Linked DNA regions of Macaca mulatta: region 1 is linked to region 2. A link is a contact called in public Hi-C data. All regions are on one chromosome and are shown on one strand. Each heading gives the region's core, a stretch centred on a gene start, on an enhancer-like site or on the middle of the called end of the contact. The rest is flanking DNA. Distances are from core to core; before and after follow the strand shown.

The links. A called contact is a pair of places that touch in the nucleus more often than the background predicts.
Region 1: a Hi-C map of fetal cortex germinal zone shows a contact between it and region 2, with 2.5 times the contacts expected there. The contact joins the promoter of PXDC1 here to the promoter of FAM50B in region 2. A contact is called at or near these places in 4 of 14 Hi-C or Micro-C datasets (fetal cortex germinal zone, fetal cortical plate, fibroblasts and 1 more).

The regions. Positions count from the first base shown.
Region 1 is chr4:179,508,952-179,513,039 of T2T-MMU8v2.0, reverse strand. It overlaps PXDC1 (PX domain containing 1), which reads right to left and starts at 2,384. Exons shown (of 5, transcript XM_015135486.3): 1 at 1,902-2,384. The coding sequence starts at 2,157.
Region 2 is chr4:179,407,499-179,411,760 of T2T-MMU8v2.0, reverse strand. FAM50B (family with sequence similarity 50 member B) reads left to right here and starts at 1,520. Exons shown (of 2, transcript NM_001267791.1): 1 at 1,520-1,612; 2 at 1,912-3,414. The coding sequence starts at 1,935. The coding sequence ends at 2,912.

The DNA.
Region 1 (4,088 bases), core at 1,135-3,634, 100 kb before region 2:
TCTGAGTCTTTTCTCCGCGGTAATCTCTCGCGTCTTTAACCTTTCTTCACTCTTTGGACACACTGTTGCGTGTCCACACACCTTGTGAACGCATAACGGACCCAGCACAACTCAGGTGAGAGCAAAAGAGGCGGAGTCAGCGTGTGTGCGGCGCAAGTGGAATTCCTCACACGCCCCTCCCTCCTGCTCCAGGTGAGCTACTTCCACCCGCGTGGATGCGAAACCACACCCTCTTTCCACCGTCTGGCCCAACCCCTGCCAGAAGCGGCTGATGCGATGGTAAGGATGACAACTGGCATTTATGGAGAACCTGCTCTTGTTAGACCCTCTACCATGCCTTTCAGTCCTCACAAACGTCAGAGACCACAGGTAGAAAGCTATAGGTGGGGAGTCCCACGGGGAGCCCGCTGCAACCAGCCTGCCTGGGGTCACGGAGCTCAGACGCCTGACCACAGTGAGGCTCAAGGACTCCAGTGTGTTTAAGCCTCGTTCCAGGAAAGGTCATTGAATAAACCGCTGTTCCTTCACGATGCTTTCCTGATTTGGGCATTCATTTGTTAAATTTAAAATATCATAACAAACAGCAAATCCAAAGAAAACTGCTTCGATGCTTGAAATAACACCCAACTGTCTGGAGAACAGCTATGAATGTGAGGCTCTGGGGAGCAGAGGGAAGCCTGAAGGGCGGGCCTTCTCGCTCAGGGCCCCAACTGGCTGGCTGTGGGAGCCCTTCCAAAGGATGTGTCATGAGAACCGAGCTAATTATCCACGTAATTCACACACTGGGGTTGGGGCCATCACCAGGGAAAAGCAGACGTTATCTCAAGACCGCAGACAGACAGCAGGCTGGGGAGACTGCGACGGGCCACCCTCTGCTTCAGTAACTTGGCCCCAGGCTTTCAGGAGGTCTCCGCTTAGAGAAGGATTGAAGGAAGGCTGCTGGGCCACTGTCCCCATGCTCGGAGCTACAGGTGGTCACACGTGTCCGGCGGGGGGGACAGGGGTGCTGCTCGGAAGTCCTCCACTCTTCCCGCCCCTTCTACTCTCCTGGCCCTCCCAGGCGGCCCCCCTCCCCGGCCTGCTCCCTCCACCCCGCATTCTTCCGTCTCAACTCCAGCCCCTCTCTCTTGCGTCCTCCCCGCTTCCACCCCCTCAGCTTGGCCTCCAAAAGAAAGCTCGGGCAGAGCCGTAGGAAAAGGGAAGCCACCGCGGTTTCTGAAAACAAGAATTCCCGCGAGCCAGGACGGTCACAAGGCCGGGGAGGAGGCGGCGCAGCTGATCAAACTCGAATGGGGACCAGCCCTGGTCGCGGTGCGGGGGGGCCCTGGCTGTCCGCGGCAGCCGCGGGCGGGGCGGCCCCTCCGAGGAGGGACGGAAGGGCTGCGTGGCACCTCGTGCTCGAAGACCAGGGGTGCGCCCTCCGCGGGGAGAACTCAGGGGCGGCTGCCAGACCCGACGCGACCCCCGGCTAGGACCCTGCAGTTAACTGCTCCCAGACGCCTTCCCAGTGCGCCCGCCCGCCCGCCGGCCCTCGGGAGGTACTGGGCAGGGGCTAGGGCCGGGCTGACCCTGGGAGCCGCTCAGCCCCTGGCGCCCCCGCCCTCCTCGGAAGTGACTCGTCCTCGGGGAGAGTCCGGCTCCCGCCCTGCCGGCCTCGGCCCCTTTCCCGCCCCATTTGGCTCCTCCGCCGGGGGCGCCCCCAGGCCGGGCAGGCCGGCTCCGCGTCCCCCTAACCCCGCCGCCCGGGCACCCCTCGTCTGCGGGCGCGGGGTCCAAGTGTGCCCTGTCCAGCGTGGGCAGGAGGGAGAAGTCGCAATCTCGGTTGAAGTCTCTCCCCGCCTCCTTCGTGCACTTCAAGGTAGCCTCGGCCCCGCGCCCCCCCCGCGTCCCCGGCCCCGCACCTTGCCGCAGCGGCCCCCGCGCCAGCTCCGACCGGTCCTCGGGGAAGGCGTCGCGCAGGCGCTGCCACAGGCGACCCAGGTCCGCGAGGCTGCGATGCAGGTAGAGCACGCTGCGGTCCGACCACTCCGTGCGGATCTCGAAGAACTCCTCCTCGTCGCCGCGCCGGCTGACGATGAGCCTGCGGATGCCGTTCACCCAGCAGCCACGCACGAACATGTTCACGAGCGACGTGCCCTCAAACACCGCCGAGGCCATGTCGCACGCATGCCCCCTCCAAGGGCGCCCCGGCCCCGCCGCCCGCCCGGCCGCAGGAGGCGCGCCCTGGCCGGGGTCGTCCCGGGTACGTCCGTGGCCGGGGTAGTCCGGGGCGCGTCCGGGGCAGGAGTCGTCCGCGGTGCGTCCGGGCCCGGGGTCGTCCGGGGTCGGCCCGGCACTCCAGGAGGCTGCGTGCGGCCCGCGTTCGGGGCGGCGCGGCGGCGAGTGGCTCGGGCCGGCCGGGCGCGGCTTTATAAGGCGCTTCCCATCGCGGGCGGCGCGGTAGTCGACGTCGAGGCCAGGCCGCGTCCGCCTCCCGCCCGCCTCCCGCGGAACGGGCGCCGCGGGCCGCCCTGGAAAGGAAGAGGTCTGGCTGGCCGCGCCCCCGCCGCCTCCGCAGAGACCGCGCTGCTGCGGCCACGGGAACCCCCGGAGCCGAGAGCGGGGCCGAGCCCCGAGCGCCCGCCCCCGCCTCGCGCCCCCCGCGCCTCCTCCCTCGCGGCCCCGGAGCCGCAGGTCGGTGACTGGACCAGCCGGGAAGGGAGGCGGGGCGGGCCCTGCCTGCCAGGCGCTAGGCGCCGACTTTTTTCTCTTTCCGTTTCGCGATCCTCGGGACCTCCCAGGGCTGGGAGCTGCGCGCCCCACCCGGCCCGCAAGGGGATGGCAACTACCGGGGGTCCGGAGGCGGGGCTGCGAGTGTCGGGGCGGAGGGCGCGGGCTGGGCCGAGCGCCGCCCCGACCAGGGCCCAGGCCAGGCCGGCCCGCCCCGGGTCCCCTCCGTGCCCCGCGTCCCCTCCGTGCCCCGCGTCCCCTCCGTGCCCCGCGTCCCCTCCGTGCCCCGCGTCCTTGCCCTCGCGTCCCCGCCCCGCGTCCTCCCGCGCATTCCGGTCATGCCTCAGCCGCCCCAAGGCCCGGGACGCGGCCGGACAGACCGCGGGGCAGCCCTCGGAGAAGTCGGAAGAGGAGAGAAAACAGGGATGAGAAAGTCTCCTGGGAAAGAGCGCCCTGGGAAGCCGGACGCCGTGGGTGCGCTTGAGGGGCCTCAGGAGTGGACGTGGGGAAACCACCCGCCCTGAAAACTGACTCAGCGGCGCGTTACTGAGGCGGTTCCTGTTGGAAGAGAATTAATAGCACTTGAGAATTACAAGTTAGTTCCAGAAATGAATCCAGTGACCTTACAGCGTGTAGGCAGGGGTGGGAGAGCCAGGGCGAGCCCCTCACCTCACCCCACCCCCGCCCCGGCAGCGCTCTGGAAAGCCTCTTAAAGCCCAGCCCTGTGCAGAAACGTTGGAGGCCCAAGGCAGGTGGCCTGCCTGGACTCAGTCCCGACCCAGATGTCCACCCAGGTCCCTACCATTCGGTCCCACCTGCCTTGACTCAGTCCCGACCCGGATGACCCTCACCACCACGACCAGCTTTTATTCCGACTGTGCCGGTGACTTGCAGATAGCATAGCTTCAAAGTTCTTCACCTGGTCTGGGACGGTGAACAGGTCAAGATGGAGAGTGTCAAGAGACTTTGCTTTGTCTATGATGTTCTTATATACATTTGTTAATTAAATGAACGCATATGTTTCCTGTGTAATTTTGTATAGGGGAATAGGGGCCGTGGGAACTGGAAGTAAACAGTGTGTCAGCAGCGCTTGATTCTAGGTGGTGGGAATAAGTGCCGTTGCAGCCACAGGACCAGCCCAAACGAGGCTTACTCTGTTTATAACAAAATGTTGAGTTACCTTGCAGGTGTAACAGAGCCAAAAACTCTTAAGTCACAAAGCCCAGGCATGCACCCTAGAAAAAGGTTTGATGTCTAACAAACATCCAGAACCGACTGTTCCTCTCCTTGGAACGAAGAAGACTGGGACATGACTGGAACCCGAACATTTGAACTCTCAGAAGGGAAGGGTCTCTTGGCCCAGAAGATAGGGGCTAAAA
Region 2 (4,262 bases), core at 271-2,770:
AGGAAGAGAGATGAAGGAGCAGCCAGTCAGTGGAGCAGTCAGAACATACATAACATTTATCAGTCAAATCAGTAAATGTCTTTGTCTTCCACGTGCACACTTCGGAGTGCCCCCAAACAATTACAGTAACCTCACAGAACGATGATCACAGATCACCATAGCAGATAGCCTAATGAAAAAGTCTGAAATATTGCAAGAATTACCAAAATGTGACACAGGAACACGAAGTGAGTACATGCTGTTGGAAAAATGGAGAAAGTAGGCACTTGATGCTGCATCGCCACAAATCTTCAATCTGTAAAAACAAAAACAAAACACACAGTATCCCAGAGCTCAATAAAATAAGATATTCTTGTATTCTGGTGATGAGGCAACAATGAGAAGGCTTCAGATTTTTTTAAAATGCTAATTTCCTAGATTAAGGCAAGTGGTGGGAAATGGGAGAAAAAGGAAAGTGTGAAAGGCTCTTCTGCAATCGATTTCATGTGAAGGAACGTCATTCCAGGAAAAGGCCTAGGTTTCTGGCTTGGACAATTTGATGAGTGCTCACACCCGCTATTCTCCTCTGGATACGTGGGTGCCATAGGTAACTATCATATGATTCACGCTTCTTGGTAAGGTTATGCTCACAGGCATTGTTGCTGTTAGACGGGAGTAGGCTGAACTGCAGTGTGTATTTCACAACCAGCTTTTCCAAACTAGGTCCCAGGAAGCACTGGTTTCAGCGAGTATTCCCAGATCTCCTGCAGGGGAGAAACGATCACACAACATGAACTGGTCTGCCCTGCCCTTGGAGAGTTGCAGTGGAAACTGGCATGTTAAAGGCTCACAGTAAAGACACTGCTATACTTTAACTCAGTTTCCCATGGTTATTAGAGCTTAGAACCCGGGGGGAAACTGCTGCATAGAAGAGGTCTAACAAGCTGAGTGCAGGTTTTGTCATGAAATTGGGGGGTGAGTAGGGTTCCATTATCAAAGAACGGTTGTTATGTTAGGGCCATAAGAAAGAATTACAAGCAGTGGTGTGCAGGTAACGTTCATGAGACGGCCACAGTGGGGTAGCATCAGAGGCGGGAGGAGACGCGGGAGGAGGAGGGTTGGAGAGCAGGGGCTGCAGCCTTGCGAGGCGGTTGCAAGCCTCTCTGGGTGACCACAGCAGCTTGCGCAGCGCCCACATTGCTTCTGCGTGTTTACAACTGGGCACGAGAAGGCTCAGCAAGCACGCACCGCTGGTGCGGGCCCTCCCTGCCCACAGCATGAAAACAGGAGCTCCGGCCAGCATTGGCTGGGCAGGGCCAGAGGCGCCTCCTCCAGGCTCCTCCCCGCGCTGGCCCGCCCCACAGGAGCACCGCCCCCGCCAGGAGCCAGGCGCTCTCCCGAGGGCCCGCCTCTCCGCCAGGGGGCGAGCCGCCTCCACTTCCTGTTTCCGCAGCCGCCCTACCAGGAGCCTGGCGCTCTCCTCAGGGCCCGCCTCCCCGCCAGGGGGCGCACCGCTTCCACTTCCTGTGTCCGTGGCTGTCGCGAGAGCCCGGGACGGGTGGGCCTTTGCTCGTGGGTGGTTCTCGTGGAGGTCAACTCCCGCGTGTCTCCGCTCGGCAGGGTGCTTGGGCAGGTAAGGGTTCGCTCAGTAGCCCAACCCTCTCTGTATGCAGCTCCCCAAATTCAGCGCAGCGCTCAGGCATGGCAGCCACCAGTTACGTGGGGCCATTTGCATTTGCATTTATTGAGGTCAAAGAAAAGGCTGGAAATTGGTGCGTGGTGACACCGTCAGGTTGGTGACCCTAGCAGGTCGGCCCAGCCCCTAAACGCTTCCATCACTGCCGAAAGCCCTGTGAGGAGGCGCAGAGCTTTGCATTTCCCGCAGTTGCACGGGCCCCTCTCTACTTGCCCCGTTTTTCCTCTTTGCTGCAGAGCCCAGCGGGTAGGCGGGGGCCATGGCGCAGTACAAGGGCACCATGCGCGAGGCGGGCCGTGCCATGCACCTCCTCAAGAAGCGCGAGAAGCAGCGGGAGCAGATGGAGGTGCTGAAGCAGCGCATCGCCGAGGAGACCATCCTCAAGTCGCAGGTGGACAAGAAGTTCTCGGCGCACTACGATGCCGTGGAGGCCGAGCTGAAGTCCAGCACGGTGGGCCTGGTGACCCTGAACGACATGAAGGCCCGGCAGGAGGCCCTGATCAGGGAGCGCGAGCGGCAGCTGGCCAAGCGCCAGCAGCTGGAGGAGCAGCGGCTGCAGCAGGAGCGGCTGCGGGAGCAGGAGCACCGGCGCGAGCGCAAGCGTAAGATCTCCTGCCTGTCCTTCGCGCTCGACGACCTCGATGACCAGGCGGACGCGGCCGAGGCCAGGCGCGCCGGAAACCTGGGCAAGAACCCCGACGTGGACACCAGCTTCCTGCCCGACCGCGACCGCGAGGAGGAGGAGAACCGGCTCCGGGAGGAGCTGCGCCAAGAGTGGGAGGCGCAGCGCGAGAAAGTGAAGGACGAGGAGATGGAGGTCACCTTCAGCTACTGGGACGGCTCGGGCCACCGGCGCACGGTGCGTGTGCGCAAGGGCAACACGGTGCAGCAGTTCCTGAAGAAGGCGCTGCAGGGGCTGCGCAAGGACTTCCTGGAGCTGCGCTCCGCGGGCGTGGAGCAGCTCATGTTCATCAAGGAGGACCTCATCCTGCCGCACTACCACACCTTCTATGACTTCATCATCGCCAAGGCAAGGGGCAAGAGCGGGCCGCTCTTCAACTTCGATGTGCACGACGACGTGCGCCTGCTCAGCGACGCCACCATGGAGAAGGACGAGTCGCACGCGGGCAAGGTGGTGCTGCGGAGCTGGTACGAGAAGAACAAGCACATCTTCCCCGCCAGCCGCTGGGAGGCCTACGACCCCGAGAAGAAGTGGGACAAGTACACCATCCGCTGACACCCGCCCGCCAGAGCAGAAACCGGGGGAGACACTCCTTTCTATGCCCCGCCACCAGTCACTTGATTTCCTGACCTTGATTTCTTCCCCCGAATTTAATAAAGACAGAGGGTTCTCATGATTCATATTGGTTGTCCTATTGCTGATGTTATGCTTTGGTTGTTTGGTTGGTCCTTTTCTGAGTATTTTAGTGTCCCTACCTGGATTTGCTGCATTGCTCTGCTGAGCTGTATTGAAACCATGTCTGGGCCCACTGTGAGACAGAAATTAGAAGAGGAGGCACATTTTTTACCTCATGGTTATGAGCATGGTCTTGGGGGCCACAGTGACTGAGTTTGATTCCCGACGCAGCTTCCTCCTTGCTGTGTAGTTTTGGGTAAGCTTATTAAACCCCCATGCCTCACTTTGGTCACCTGTAAAAGGAAATAACAAGAGCACTTACTTTAAAAAATGGATGTGAGGTTTGAGTTAATATTTGTAAAACACGTAGCACTTAATAAATGTTTTTTGTTATTATTATGGTTTTGGTTAATTTATTTAAAAGACTTCAGTGACCTAGTTCAGAACCATTTGAGGGCAAAGGTGGACCTGCCCATTACCGGTCCCAGGATCAGCAGTTGCCAGCAGGAGGGGGCTTGCAAAGGTTGGGGAGCAACCCCCCTCTAGTTGCCTTTAGCTGGGTTGTTTAGCCCAGAAGTTAGGAGGACAGAGCTAATGCAAGTAGCCTGCAGGGTGAGTATCATTGATTTTCCTTTTGCTCCAATATGACTCCAAAGGGCACAGTTGCAGATCCTGTCTTTATTGAAAACGTTTGTATTTTATTCATTGTGAATTATTTATGTTAATTTTGATTTTTAAAAATATTGTATTCAGGCCGGGTGTGGTGGCTCACGCCTGTAATCCTAGCATTTTGAGAGGCCAAGGTTTGTGGATCACCTGAGGTCAAGAGTTCGGGACCAGCCTGACCAACATGGTAAAACCCCGTCTCTACTAAAAATAAAAAAACTGTGCCTGTAATCCTAGCTACTTGGGAGGCTGAGGCAGGAGAATCGCTTGAACCTGGGAGGCAGAAGTTGCAGTGAGCCGAGATTGTCCCACTTCACTCCAGGCTGGGTGAAAGAGTGAAACTCCATCTCAAATATATATGTGTGTGTGTGTGTGTGTGTGTGTGTGTGTGTACACACACACACACATACATACGTGTGTGTATATATATACACACACATATATAGTATTCAAATATTATTTGGTTTACTGAGTATTTGGGCATCTCCTTCCCCTTAACCTTAATGCCCAAGGTGGGTGCCTCACTCACCCTGGTCCCAGCCCTGAGTATAAGAGGGACATTTC